Linked DNA regions of Danio rerio: region 2 is linked to region 1. Evidence: chromatin contacts called from public Micro-C data. All regions are on one chromosome and are shown on one strand. The core of a region is the stretch at or near the end of the contact, and the rest is flanking DNA. Distances in the headings are between cores, read along the strand shown. Region 1 holds the start of slc8a2b (solute carrier family 8 member 2b). Region 2 overlaps slc8a2b (solute carrier family 8 member 2b).

Region 1 (6,606 bases), core at 2,739-5,238:
TGTCAATGGGGCTGTAGTCATTAGGCAGTAAGGCCAGGTAGATCTGAGTGTCATCAGCATAGCTGTGGTAGGAGATTTGGTTCTTTCTCATTATTTGGCTTAGAGGGAGCATGTAAAGGTTGAACAGGAGAGGTGCCAGAATCGAGCCTTGTGGGACTCCACATGTCATGGGTGTCCATCTCGACCTATGGTCACCTATACTGACATGGTAACCTCTACCTTCAAGGTAAGATCTAAACCATTTCAGGACAGTGCCAGACAGCCCAACCCAGTTTTCCAGCCTATCCAGAAGTATGCTGTGATCGACAGTGTCAAATGCAGCACTGAGATCCAACAATACCAGCACTGTTATTTTACCTGAATCTGTATTTAGGTGTATATCATTGATTATCTTTATAAGAGCGCTCTCTGTACTGTGATGTGCTCTGAAACCAGATTGAAAATTGTCTAAACACCCCCTGAAGTTTAAGAACTTGTTAACCTGGTTAAAAACAACTTTTTCAATGATTTTGCCAATGAAAGGGAGATTTGAGATTGGCCTGTAATTGCTCAATAGGGTGTTATCCAGGTTGCTCTTCTTCAAGAGGGGTTTAACAACTGCAGTTTTAAGTGAGGTTGGAAAAATCCCTGAGAGAAGTGAAGCATTTACCACTTTTAGAAGATCCATTTCTAAACAGGTAAACACCGTTTTGAAGAATGATGTGGGGAGCGTGTCAAGACTGCAGGTTGATGTTTTCATAACTTGCACAATTTCTTCTAAGATTTTGCTGTTAATTGCCATAAAATCAGACATAATGTCAGATTTCTTAAGTTGTGGTCGAGCTTGTTTGATATCGACACAACTTGGCTGATTGGATGAGCTGATTGCCTTTCTGATATTATTGATCTTATCAGTGAAGAAATGAGCAAACTCATTACATTTGCTCACTTGGAATCCGACTGGGGGGGTTTGTGAGTCTCTCTATCGTTGCAAAGAGTGTGCGAGCATTATTTAAGTTGCTGTTTATAAGACTTGAAAAGAAAGTCTGTCTAGCAGTGTTTAGTTCCATATTAAAGGCATGAAGACTGTCTTTATAGATATTATAATGGACTACTAGTTTCGTCTTTCTCCACATACGCTCAGCTTTTCTGCACTGTCTTTTCATCATTTGTACTCTAGGTGACCTTGTCCAAGATCCCTTTTGCCTGCCAGTCATCTTCTTGACTTTAACAGGAGCGATGTCATTTATGACATTCTCAATTTTAGAATTGAACAAATCAAGGAGAGAATCAACAGAATCTGCAGATATACTTGGTGCTAGCGATATGGCCTTCATAAACTGCTCACTGGTGTTCTCATTTATGCATCTCTTTCTGACAGAGACAGATCTGTCTTTAATAGCTGGAGTGATCAATATATCAAAAAAGATACAGAAATGATCAGATAGTGCCACATCCTTAACAACAGTTGATGAAATGTGTAAACCCTTAGTTATAAGTAGATCAAGAGTGTGTCCACGATTGTGTGTGGGTCCTTGAACATGCTGAGTCAGATCAAAAGTGTTAAAAACAGTCATCAGTTCTTTTACAGCATTGATTTCTGGATTATCTATATGAATATTAAAATCCCCAGCAATACTAAAATAATCAAATTCAGAGGTTCCAATTGATAACAGCTCTGTAAAATCCTCAATAAAAGCTGGAGAATATTTTGGAGGTCTGTAGATAATGATCAGTAAGATGCATGGAGACCCTTTTAGTGCTATACTCAGATATTCAAAAGAAAAATAGTCACCAAATCACACTTGTTTACACTCATACACATCTTTAAACAGGGGAGCGATGCCTCCACCTCTCCTACTAACTCTGCAAACACTCAAAAAGTCAAAGTTTAAAGGAGCTGCTTCATTCAGAACTGCTGCGCTACAGCTGTCATCTAGCCAAGTTTCATTTAAAAGCATAAAATCAAGGCAATTTGTGTTGATAAAATCATTGACTAAAAGAGAGTTATTGTTGAGTGATCTGATGTTTAAAAGCGCTAACTTAACAGTTTTAGCTTTTTTTTCTATAGTAGTCTCAGATCTACATTTAATAGACACCAGATTTGAATGATTTGCTATACGGCCTGATGAAGTCTTTGGTTTTCTGTCACTTTCTGTCATTATCAGACATACTGTGAAAATTTTCTTGCTCTGCTAAACATCATTTGGGAAATATTTAAAAAAAACAAAAAAATTCAAAAGGGGGCTAATAATTCTGACTTCAATATGCAAAAACATTAGGCATGTGTTTATGCTCACATTCATCATGGGGGCTTAGTTGCAACATTCATTTTCCTTCGGCTTAGTCCTTTTTTACCCGCAGGGGTCGACACAGCGGAATGAACCACCCAGTCGCAATAACAAGAAAAAAAAAACATTTTGAATATTAACTATTTTTTCTCCATGTTAAAACACTGCAACAAAATATCAAATTATCATAAAATATGTACCTATGATCAAAATGACAAATTTTTTAAAAAGTGTGTAATCTAATAAATTACATGCACATTTTATGTAACCTGTAACAGACCACAATTTCTATGTACATAACCAGATGGACTCCAGTGCTCAGCATAATTAAGATTGAGTACAGCCCTATTTGAAAATTTATATATTTTTTTCATTTCTCAGTGAAAATACGTAATGTATTTTGATGCATTTAAACAAAACAGATTTATTAAACAGATATTTTTATTAAAGTAATATTTAGTCTCCAAACATATTTAAAATTCGAAAGATAATGCAATTCAGTTTAAGCAAAATATTGCAAAAAAAAAAAAAAAAAGATTACAACCTACAAAATTTCAACAAAATTTTTCCTTTTTTATTTTTTTGCTTCTCTGGATTTTTTGCCTCACAGCAAGAAGGTTGCTGGTTCGAGTCCCAGCTGGGTCAGTTAGCAATTCTGTGTTGGAGTTTGCACGTTCTCCCCGTGTTTGCGTGACTTTCCTTTGGGTGCTCCGGTTTCTCCCACAGTCCAAAGACATGCTCTATAGGTGTATTGGATAAGCTAAATATTCCGTATGAGTGTGAATGAGTCTGTGCATCCCCTGGAGAAAAAAAAAATGCTGGATAAGTTGGTGGTTTATTCAACTGTGGTGACCCCAGATTAATAAAAGGACTAAAAGGAAAAGAAAATGAATGAATGAATGAATGAATGAATGAATGAATGAATGAATGAATGAACATACAGCTTTTGTCCAAAGCAACTTACAATTGAGGCATTTGGCAAGTTATACAAAGTAACTTGTTTGTGCTCAGATAATTTAGCGCTAGAGTTTGTTTTTCTTTTCCTTTTTAGAGAGAGAGAGAGAGAGAGAGAGAGTTTTTTTCCTGAAATGTGTATTCTGATCTATTATTTTTATATATATATATATATATATATATATATATATATATATATATATATATATATATATATATATATATATATATATATATATATATATATATATATATATATATATCATATTATTCATTTATATCAATAAAAATAATAATCAGAAAGCTGCCTTCCTGCGATGGTACCACAAGGTGGTGCTCACTCCCCGATAGAGGTAAGAGGGTCTGTGTAAGCATTAGCAAGCATCAATGATTCAAGCCTCGACCAGTTGTTCAATACTTTTAGGATGAGCTTGAGGAAGGTTTTGAAATACATCAAATGCCTACTGTAGTTGCCTACTGTTATTTAATTTTGTAAACTTAACAATAGGTTTTTTAAATATAAATAAGTAAATGAATGAATAAGTAAATACATTAACGAAAGCATTGCTGTTCTTTTATCGTACTTAAATTTATTTAGGCCTGTCACTTTCTGATGAAACGCTACTAAAATCCTCGCTCGCGCGTTCACTTGTCTGCGCGTTCGCGTGCCGCCCTCCCCACCCCGGACGCGCGAGTCTGCGTGTAGTGAGCGCTCGAGAGAGTATTTCCACTGCACGAGAGAGTGATTTACAACAGAGGCAAACCGCAGAGAGGGAAAGACACTCATATCAGCACAACCGGAGCAGTTTTCAATGAATTACCCAGCAGCAACATGCGCTTCGCAGCCACGCCTGCCCTGAACAACACCGCAAACTAGGATACAAGGTATGACAACAACAAATCATACGCGATTTAAACGCGAACTTGTCCCGTAAACAAACTGTTCTCTCAAAGACGCGGCTTTCATCCTCTGAGAGGCTTTTTCATCCTGTGGATCTCAGTATGATGGTGCTTGATGCTTTTCTCGAGGCTTTAAAAGTCTGTCAATGTGAGTCAAAGGCAGGTGGAATAACTTGCTTTTATTTTAAATGCTTAATTTAGTATTTATTTATTTGCATTTGTGTGATGAGCTAGTTATCAGAGTGCTGTGCATTTGGCAGTGATGCATTCAGTCTTTACATTAAGGATACTATAGTGTGCATGCATATGCTGTAGTCTGCATGGATGTTGCAGGACTGTTTTGGTCATAACATTATGTGGGTTATGTTTTGCACATGCGGTGTCTTGGAGCACTTGTTTGTTCATTTTATTTCATTTAGTTAATTTATTTCCTATAAAGAAAGCATCTGATTGTGAATCTGCTGTCATATTTTCCATTATATGATCATAAATCCTACACTGCGGGATTGGTTTGTGTTTGTTTTGTGATGTTGGAGGTAAATGTTTGGTTACATAAACGGGACGCATTTCCTGCGTGACCTTCATTTGATGATTGTTTTAAATGTTGATTCGGATATTGGCGAGCAAGTATGTAGTACTGAGGTTTAACCAGTGTAAATGTCAGGGATGTGATAGCGGGCACTTTATTGCTCGGGACCTGACGGGGATGCACCATGCAGGCGGGGTTTCCTCGGTTTTTCTGCAGATGGAGGTTCCCTTCTCATCCCCCTCCCCTTTAAAATAGCACTGGTGTTTGTTCAGAATGAAACTCCATAGTTTGTGCTGCCTCATTTTTTAATGGGGTGAATTATTTTTATTGTAATGCACATTAAAGTCATTGTTAAATTGTCAAACATTGATTTATTTGGGCTTTGTAAGAAATCTTAGAATGAGAGTGTGAGCAGTAAACAGAGAAAGTGAGGGGAGCGGCCAGTGCTTTTCTTAACCAATGAGAAACTGGATCTGCCTTTCAATCATCTTTTGCTGACATCAGATTGGCTGATGTGTGCAGAGGGCGTGTCTTTGAAGTTAGCGAAAATTCACGCCCATAAACAATTTAAAAAATGAAATTAAGGATGTAAAATTCACGATGTTGCAGTTTTAATTATAGAATTGTCATTTATTTCACATGTGCTTTTAGATTTTTAATTCAGTTTTGTGTAATATATCCCTGAATGTACGTGAAAAAGTGGTTGTAAAAAGAAAAATCACAGGTGATATTATAAAAGCAGCCTCTCGTTTCCAAAAATCCAGTCAGTTTCCGCACCTTTAAGGCACCCAAGCTCAAATCAAGTCAGTTTTATTGTCAAATATGCTGAACATTCTTGATATACAGCACAGATGGTGGTGAAAATGACTTTTTCCACATGCTCCACATGGAATCAAACTGTATAATCTTTATAATGTTAGTCTTGAGGTGAACAATTAATCAGTACAAGTTAATCGACTGATTCAATCTTTAAAAGGCACCTATGATGAAAATCATCTTTTGTAAGCTGTTTGGACAGGACTCTGTGTAGGTATAGTGTGTCCACAGTCATATTGGGGTGATGGAAACTCAATAACTTTTTAATTAAAATTACCTAATGTTAAAATAGGATCCAAATCCCTCTCATTTTGAGGCCCACTGCAACGTGACGTAGAAGTGCAGTTTCCCCGCCCACCGAAATGATTGACAGCTGCGTATTAACATGTCTCAGTAGTAGCACGTACGATCATATCAACAAGACAGGACGTGCGCAATGCAACTGGGATTAAAAGATCTGTTCAGCACTCTGTGATCATCAATCATTATCAAATGTGATCAAGAATAAGCCTTAAAAGTTAAAACGCATGTAAATCAGTGAATGTTTGTAATGAATTACAGCAATTTTACTGTCTTTACTTTATCACCACAGCCACATGTCAATACAATTATAAAGGACGCTTCAATCTTGGTTTGAGGATGTTAAATCAGGTTTACTTTGTACATTAACATAACGAATATCCATACAGCAGTGGATATTAACTTGTATCCTGTCACATTTGCCCTGCAAAAACAGTGCAAAGTTAAATGTGCGCGCTGTGTGTGTGTATTTGTGTATTTGTGTGTGCGTGAACTTTGTAACAACATTGTGCGTGACACATCGAAAGGCTTGAATTAACTCCACAACAAATACATCAAATAATCATTGGGAAAATTCTTACTGTAGTATTTTTAACAAATGTTACATGAGATCAGCTTCTTTCATGTCTGTCACTGTGCTGCTTATCTGACGCAGCCAGAGACTGAGGCACACTCAGACAGGCATGTGGGAATGGTGGGCGGAGATAACTATCATTAAAGGCACAGGCACCAAAAACGGCTACAATGTGTTCAGAGCAGAAAATGCAATATTCTAAACCAGTGGTTCTCAAAGTTTTTTTCATGAAGTACCACCTCAGAAATCTTTTTCTTTCCACG
Region 2 (6,606 bases), core at 2,953-5,452, 140 kb after region 1:
AGGTGGAATTTTGACCCAGAAAGGTTTGTAAGCAGGTTTGGGTGACTTTCACCAAGATCTTTTGCTCTGTCTTTGCGTTCTGTAGCTGACTTTCTGACTGTCCTTCACTCGTTTCTGCTCCATTTCTCTGAGCTGGATCTTTCCTTTATTGGCCCTTCAGTCACTATGGAAACGTCCTGCTCGTTTGTCGAATGTATATGAGCTGGACCCCAAAACCAAATCCAAACATTTCATTGATTTTAAATCTATGTGTGTGTATTGTCCATATTTGTTATGTATACAGTTGAAGTCAGAATTATTAGCCCCCCTGAATTATAAGCCCTTCTGTTTATTTTCCCCCCAATTTCCGTTTAACAGAGAAGATTTTTTTAACACATTTCTAAACATAATAGTTTTAATAACTAGTTTCTTATAATTGATTTATTTTATCTTTGTCATGATGACAGTAAATAATATTTTACTAGATACTTTTCACTTCTATACAGCTTATAGTGACATTTAAAGGCTTAACTAGGTTAATTAGGTTAACTAGGCAGGTTAGGGTAATTAGGAAAGTTATTGTATAACGATGGTTTGTTCTGTAGACTATCGAAAAAAATATAGCTTAATGGGGCTAATAATAATTACCTTAAAATGGTGTTTAAAAAATTAAAAACTGCTTTTATTCTAGCAGAAATAAAACAAATAAGACTTTCTCCAGAAGAAAAAATATTATAAGACAAGCTGTGAAACTTTCCTTGTTCTGTTAAACATTAGTTGGGAAATATTTAATAAAGAAAAAAAAATTAAAAGGGCAGCAAATAATTCTGACTTTAACTGTGTATAATTTATAATAACAATAATTTATAACATATCTTTTTTACTTTTATATATAACGTAAAATATTGCATTCATGCATACACTCTAAAAATGATTGGTTGCCATAACCCAATGTTGGGTCAAATATGGACAAATTCGACCAATGTTGGTTTATTTTTTCATTTCAATTTAAATGACACTTTTTAATGCAATATTTGGGTTTGCCATGTTTTGCCCAGTGTTGTGCTACAATGCTAATCAAGCCAGCATTTTTATGTGAATATACATTCAGTTTGTATTTATATGTGCATATTAAATACACAAATTTATTATGTAAGCACAATTATTTTGTAAGGACATTTTGAAGGCAAGTGACAATGATTTCATAGTTTGTAATAGTGTGTATATAGTCTGTAAATACTTTGTAACTTTAAAAAAGCATTTTTAAAACAAAATACAAAAATTTATAAATTCTAAAACATTTTACTGATAACAAAAAAACAAGATAAATCCTGCTCTTTTTTGTAGCAATATTTAAAAAAAAATATTAATATAAAAGTGCTTAAAAGGCGACGCTTATTTCAATTATTAAAAACTTTTATTACTACTAATATTTAGTAATACAAATGACTAAATTACTAACTCAAATGTCTAAAACTTAATATTGAGATACACATAAATAAACAACTTATATGTGTTGAATTTAAGCAAACTAAATTAAATTTAGTAATGTTTAATTTAGGTGAAGCAGTAGCACAGTAGGTAGTGCGGTCGCCTCACAGCAAGAAGGTTGCTGGTTCGAGCCTCGGCTGGTCCAGTTGGCGTTTCTGTGTGGAGTTTGCATGTTCTCCCTGCGTTTGTGTGGGTTTCCTCAGGCTGGAAGGGCATCCGCTGGGTAAAACATATGCTGGATAAGTTGGCGGTTAATTCCTCTGTGGCGACCCCAGTTTAATAAAGGGACTACGCCGAAAAGAAAATGAAGGAATGGATAAATCTTTTATTTAATTTGTTTATTTAAATGAAGTATATGCACTTGTACTTTTAATTTCAGTCAGCCAGCCTCAGCGCTTCCGGTGAACCGATCTTGCCATTACAAAATCACCACGTTTAAGATCTGATTTCTTTAAAAATCTGTGCTCTTCATTGCCTCATTGATATTAGATATGAAGTTGGTCTCAGACACAAGAAGCACATGAGTCCGAGGCTCGAACCCGGGTCGCTAGTGTAGTAGTCCAGTGGTTTAACGATCAGCCACAGGGAGAGTTGGTGAACCCACTTGCTAAGGCACAAGGTCTAGTTCAAACAAAGGTGTTTATTAAGGAAATCCAAAATCATCAAGAAAAAGCCGCCAGGCAAAAACATAGGAACTTCAAAAGCTAAACAGTTAACAAACATAAAGTTCTCCGTAGAGCAACTGGAGCCAAAAAATACAAAAGGTAATAGCAAGAGGACTTACGGCAACAGCAGTAGCACATCAAACTCAAAAACCAAGTGACAAGTGAAGACAAGAGTCTAGAATATATAGGCTAGTCTAACAAGAAACAGCTGAACCAAATTAACACAAATGAACCACAAACAGAAACACTGGGGAAAATGGCGACATCTTGTGGAGAAAACAAACAATAGCTCAGAATATGACAATCTATTAACATTTTAAACATTTATTTTACCCCATTATTTTCAATGGAGTTTCTGTGCTAGTCTGCTGCTACTGACGATGTTAAAGTTTACTCAGTTAAAGTATCTCATTTTATACTTGAACAACTAAATGAATGCTTAAGTTTATTTAACTGATTGTATTTTAATTACATTGTGATGTCTGTGCTGTAAAAAGAACATTATAGAATTGAAAACAGTCACATTAACCTTTCACCAGAAGTGAAAATTAAATGAAATTTAGAAGTGAAATTAAATGATTTGTTTATGAGTTGTTTACATTTTAGGACTTTTTATTTAAAAAACAAAAAAAAAAGTTTTATCTACAAAGTTGAACTCTAGCTTGGCTCTATAAGGTTCTTTCTGTTAGCCAATCAGCATTTTTAATGCTTGCTCGAGGACCAATCAGGATCAGCTTTCTTTGTCATTTAGCCGGACTGCTCCATTGACAGTCGACGAAAGAATGCCGTACCACACAAAATTGAGATGTATATAAATTTGATGATTTAAAAGCATTTCTCAACATTGAGATCCATTTGATTTATTTTCTTTTTCGCTTAGTACCTTTATTAATCTGGGGTCGCCACAGCGGAATGAACCGCCAACTTATCCAGCACACGTTTTACGCAGCGGATGCTCTTCCAGCTGCAACCCATCACTGGGAAACACCCATACACACTCAATTATTATTATTATTATTAGTCATGGGGAATATAATTCAATAAATTTAACTCAAAAATTCATATTAAGCATAAAATCTAATAAACATTAACATATTAATTAAATAAAGTTAACAGCTGCATTGAAAAAAAATATTTAGCACAGCCTTGTATTCTTAATTTGAACAAGAAAAAATATTCAATCAAATATTTTTTGATTGAATTGCTTAAAAAAGTGATATTTCAGTGAATGATCTGCCAAATAGAACCTTATAATTCCAAGAAGGTTTCAGAATTAGAAGGTTCTATCTGCATTTACCCTGTTTTTTTACTCTAATTTGCAAATGTAAGAGAACTTTGATAATTTACATTTAGAGAAAACTCAGGGTCTCTGTCATGGTAATGTATGAAAGAAAACTGTTATACATGTATTGTTTGCTATATGGAATGCAAAAACTTTGAAGCTCAATATCTCAAAATAATTTATAACGCAGACAGAACCTTATAATTCCAAGGTGATGATGTGTTTGCTTAAATTCAGCTGAATAAATAGTTTACAACCACTTAACTTGAAGTAAATCCAAGCAATCATCTTTAAGTCTTTTTTTTCATAATTGAAAATCACAGCCTAATTATTCCTTTAAATCTCTGAGTTTGTATAAAGTTTATTCTTCTGCCTCATTTACCTGGGGCATCCTTTTAAAATTGATTTGTTGTTATTTTATCTCAAATGGATTGCGTTGAGTTTTTCATGTTTCATCGTCTGTCTCTCCATCTTCTCATGCCTCCGTCTGGCCTGTGATCTCCAAAGCGTCTGTTTTGTTCCTCCTTTAATGTGGCGCTCTGAAAGAAACATGAGTTGAGTGCAGGTTTGGGTCCCTGCGGCGGCTCTGCAGCAGAAACAAACACGATTTATTTGAGCTCAGACTGTATGATGACTCTGGATGGCAGGCGTTTGCTTCTGTTCCTGCGGTCGTGACGATGTCGCACGTTGGGAGAAAGACAGATGTGTGTTAATGAGGGGAAACGATGGGTAACCCACTAACCTCAGTGCAACCCGTCACTGAGTGAAACAGCGCACAAAAAGCGCTCTGTGGGACTGTTTAGTATTCAGAGAGAGAGCTTGTTTAGGACACAGAGCTGCTCTGTCATGGAAAAAAAAGACCATTTAGAAAGAAACAATAGAAAAGCAGAAGAAGAAAGAGTGTTTAGATAGTGTGTGTGTGTGTGTGTGTGTGTGTGTGTGTGTGTGTGTGTGTGTGTGTGTGTGTGTGTGTGTGCGTGCTGAATTTAGAGAAATATGAGTGTGTGTCATTCTTTAATTTTCATTCTAGTTAGTCTCTGATTTATCAGGGTTCTCCACAGCGGAATGAACCGCCAACTATTCCAGCAAATGTTTTACACAATAGATGCCCTTCCAGCCACTACCCAGTACTGAGAAACACTTGTACACTCTTACATTCACACACACACTCATACACTACGGTCAATTTAGCTTATGCAAAACACCTTCAGCGCATGTGTTTGGGCTTTGGGAGAAACCGGAGCACCCGGAGGAAACCCACGCCAACAAAGGGAGAACATGCAAACTCCACACAAAAATGCCAGCTGGCCCAGCCAGGATTCGAACCAGCAACCTTCTTGCTGTGAGACAACAGTGCTAACCACTGAGCCACCGTGCCGCCTGACAGAAGAAATATCATTCAGAAAATCTGAAAATAAATGCTAAATAAATAAGTTAAAACATTGTAAGTCAAAATGTATAATGAGGAGAAATATTAATGTAAAATTATACTCACTAAAAACATTCGTGCTGCGTTAATTTTTTAGTTTAATCAATTAAAAAATTCTATTTATCTCAACTTACATCATTTAAACTGATTAAAAATTCATCATTCTTTTTCTTTTCGGTTTAGTCGCTTTATTAATCAGGGGTCACCACTGCGGAATGAACCGCCAACTTATCTAGCATATGTTTTATGCAGCTGCAACCCATCACTAGGAAACATCCATACACACTCATTTACACACAAACACTCATACACTACAGCCTATTTAGCCTACCCAATTCACCTACAGCGCATGTTTTTGTACCTGTGGGGGAAACCGGAGCACCTGAAGTAAACCCACACCAACACGGGGAAAACATGCAAACTCCACACAGAAACGGCAACTGACCCAGAGCCGAGGCTCAAACCAGTGACTTTCCTGCTGTGAATGTATAAATGTAAAATATTAGATTGAACGCTGATTAACTTAATAAAGTAAATTAAAGCAACATGAAAAAATTTGTTGTGATGATTTGTTTTTGTCATCACAGTTTTTACAGGGCATAAAAAGTATGTTAAAACTTCGATTAATTTGAGTTTTGTCAAACTATTTATATAATTTTTTTTATTAAAAAAACTGCAAGTGAAAAAAAGATGTGTGAGATCTTAAATGGTGCTCAGTTTGTATGCAAAAATATATAATAATAGTAATAATAATAATAATAATAATAATAATAATAATAATAATAAATCAAATCTCTCAGCAATAATTTTACTTGTTCCATTTGCATTACTTAAATATATATAATTACAGTTGAAGTCAGAATTATTAACCCCCCTATTTTTTTCCCCCTAATTTCTGTCATGGAGAGATTTTTTTAACACATTTATAAACATAATAGTTTTAATAATTCATTTCTAATAACTGATTTATTTTATCTTTATCATGATGACAGTAAATAATATTTGACTAGATATTTTTCAAAACACTTCTATACAGCTTAAAGTGACATTTCAAGGCTTAACTAGGTTAAGTAGGCAGGTTAGGGTAAATAGGCAAGTTCTTGTATAACGATGGTTTGTTCTGTAGACTATCAAAAAAAATATACATAGCTTAAAGGGGCTAATAATTTTGACCTTAAAATGGCTTTAACAAAATAAAAACTGCTTTTATTCTAGCCAAAATAAAACAAAAAAGACTTTCTCTAGGAGAAAAAAAATTATCAGACATACTCTGAAAATTTCCTCGCTCTTATAACATTATTTGGGAAATATTTTTAAAAATAGGAATAATTCAAAGGAAGGCTAATAATTCTGACTTTAACTGTATATATTGCATAACATATGCTTCTTCCTATTCCTTTTAAAATATTTTTGTATTGAGTTGTATTATTTGCTTTGCCTAATAATTACAATTTTTATTCTTAAATTTTAATGTTTTTAAATTTTAATATATTTTACATTTTATTTAATTTAATTTTATGGTAATGCTTCAAGATAATCCTTTATTTAATGCATTTGCTCACATGAACAAAGGATTAGTAATACATTTATTACGGTATTTATTAATATTTGTTAATGTTATTTAGTAGCATTTAAGTTAAATGACGGTAGTTAATGTGCTGTAATTAATGTTAATATGCACAACTTTGGATTTTAAGAATGTTAATGTTGAACTATGATAATTAAATGACTTACAAGGTTATTCATACTTAGTTAATGTT

What was found. A called contact is a pair of places that touch in the nucleus more often than the background predicts.
Region 2: a Micro-C map of caudal fin shows a contact between it and region 1, with 9 times the contacts expected there. The contact joins the enhancer-like site here to the promoter of slc8a2b in region 1. A contact is called at or near these places in 3 of 18 Hi-C or Micro-C datasets (caudal fin, hematopoietic stem cells and an unstated tissue).

What each region holds. Positions count from the first base shown.
Region 1 is chr15:45,472,490-45,479,095 of GRCz12tu, forward strand. slc8a2b (solute carrier family 8 member 2b) reads left to right here and starts at 3,989. Exons shown (of 12, transcript NM_001123284.1): 1 at 3,989-4,109.
Region 2 is chr15:45,616,304-45,622,909 of GRCz12tu, forward strand. The region is part of intron 1 of slc8a2b (solute carrier family 8 member 2b); the gene reads left to right. Among named protein-coding and RNA genes, the nearest start is that of acsl3a, 96 kb to the right of the region's middle. Within about 2 kb of position 4,203, at least 3 of the 62 cell types and tissues checked have an H3K27ac peak or open chromatin away from gene starts, as enhancers often do.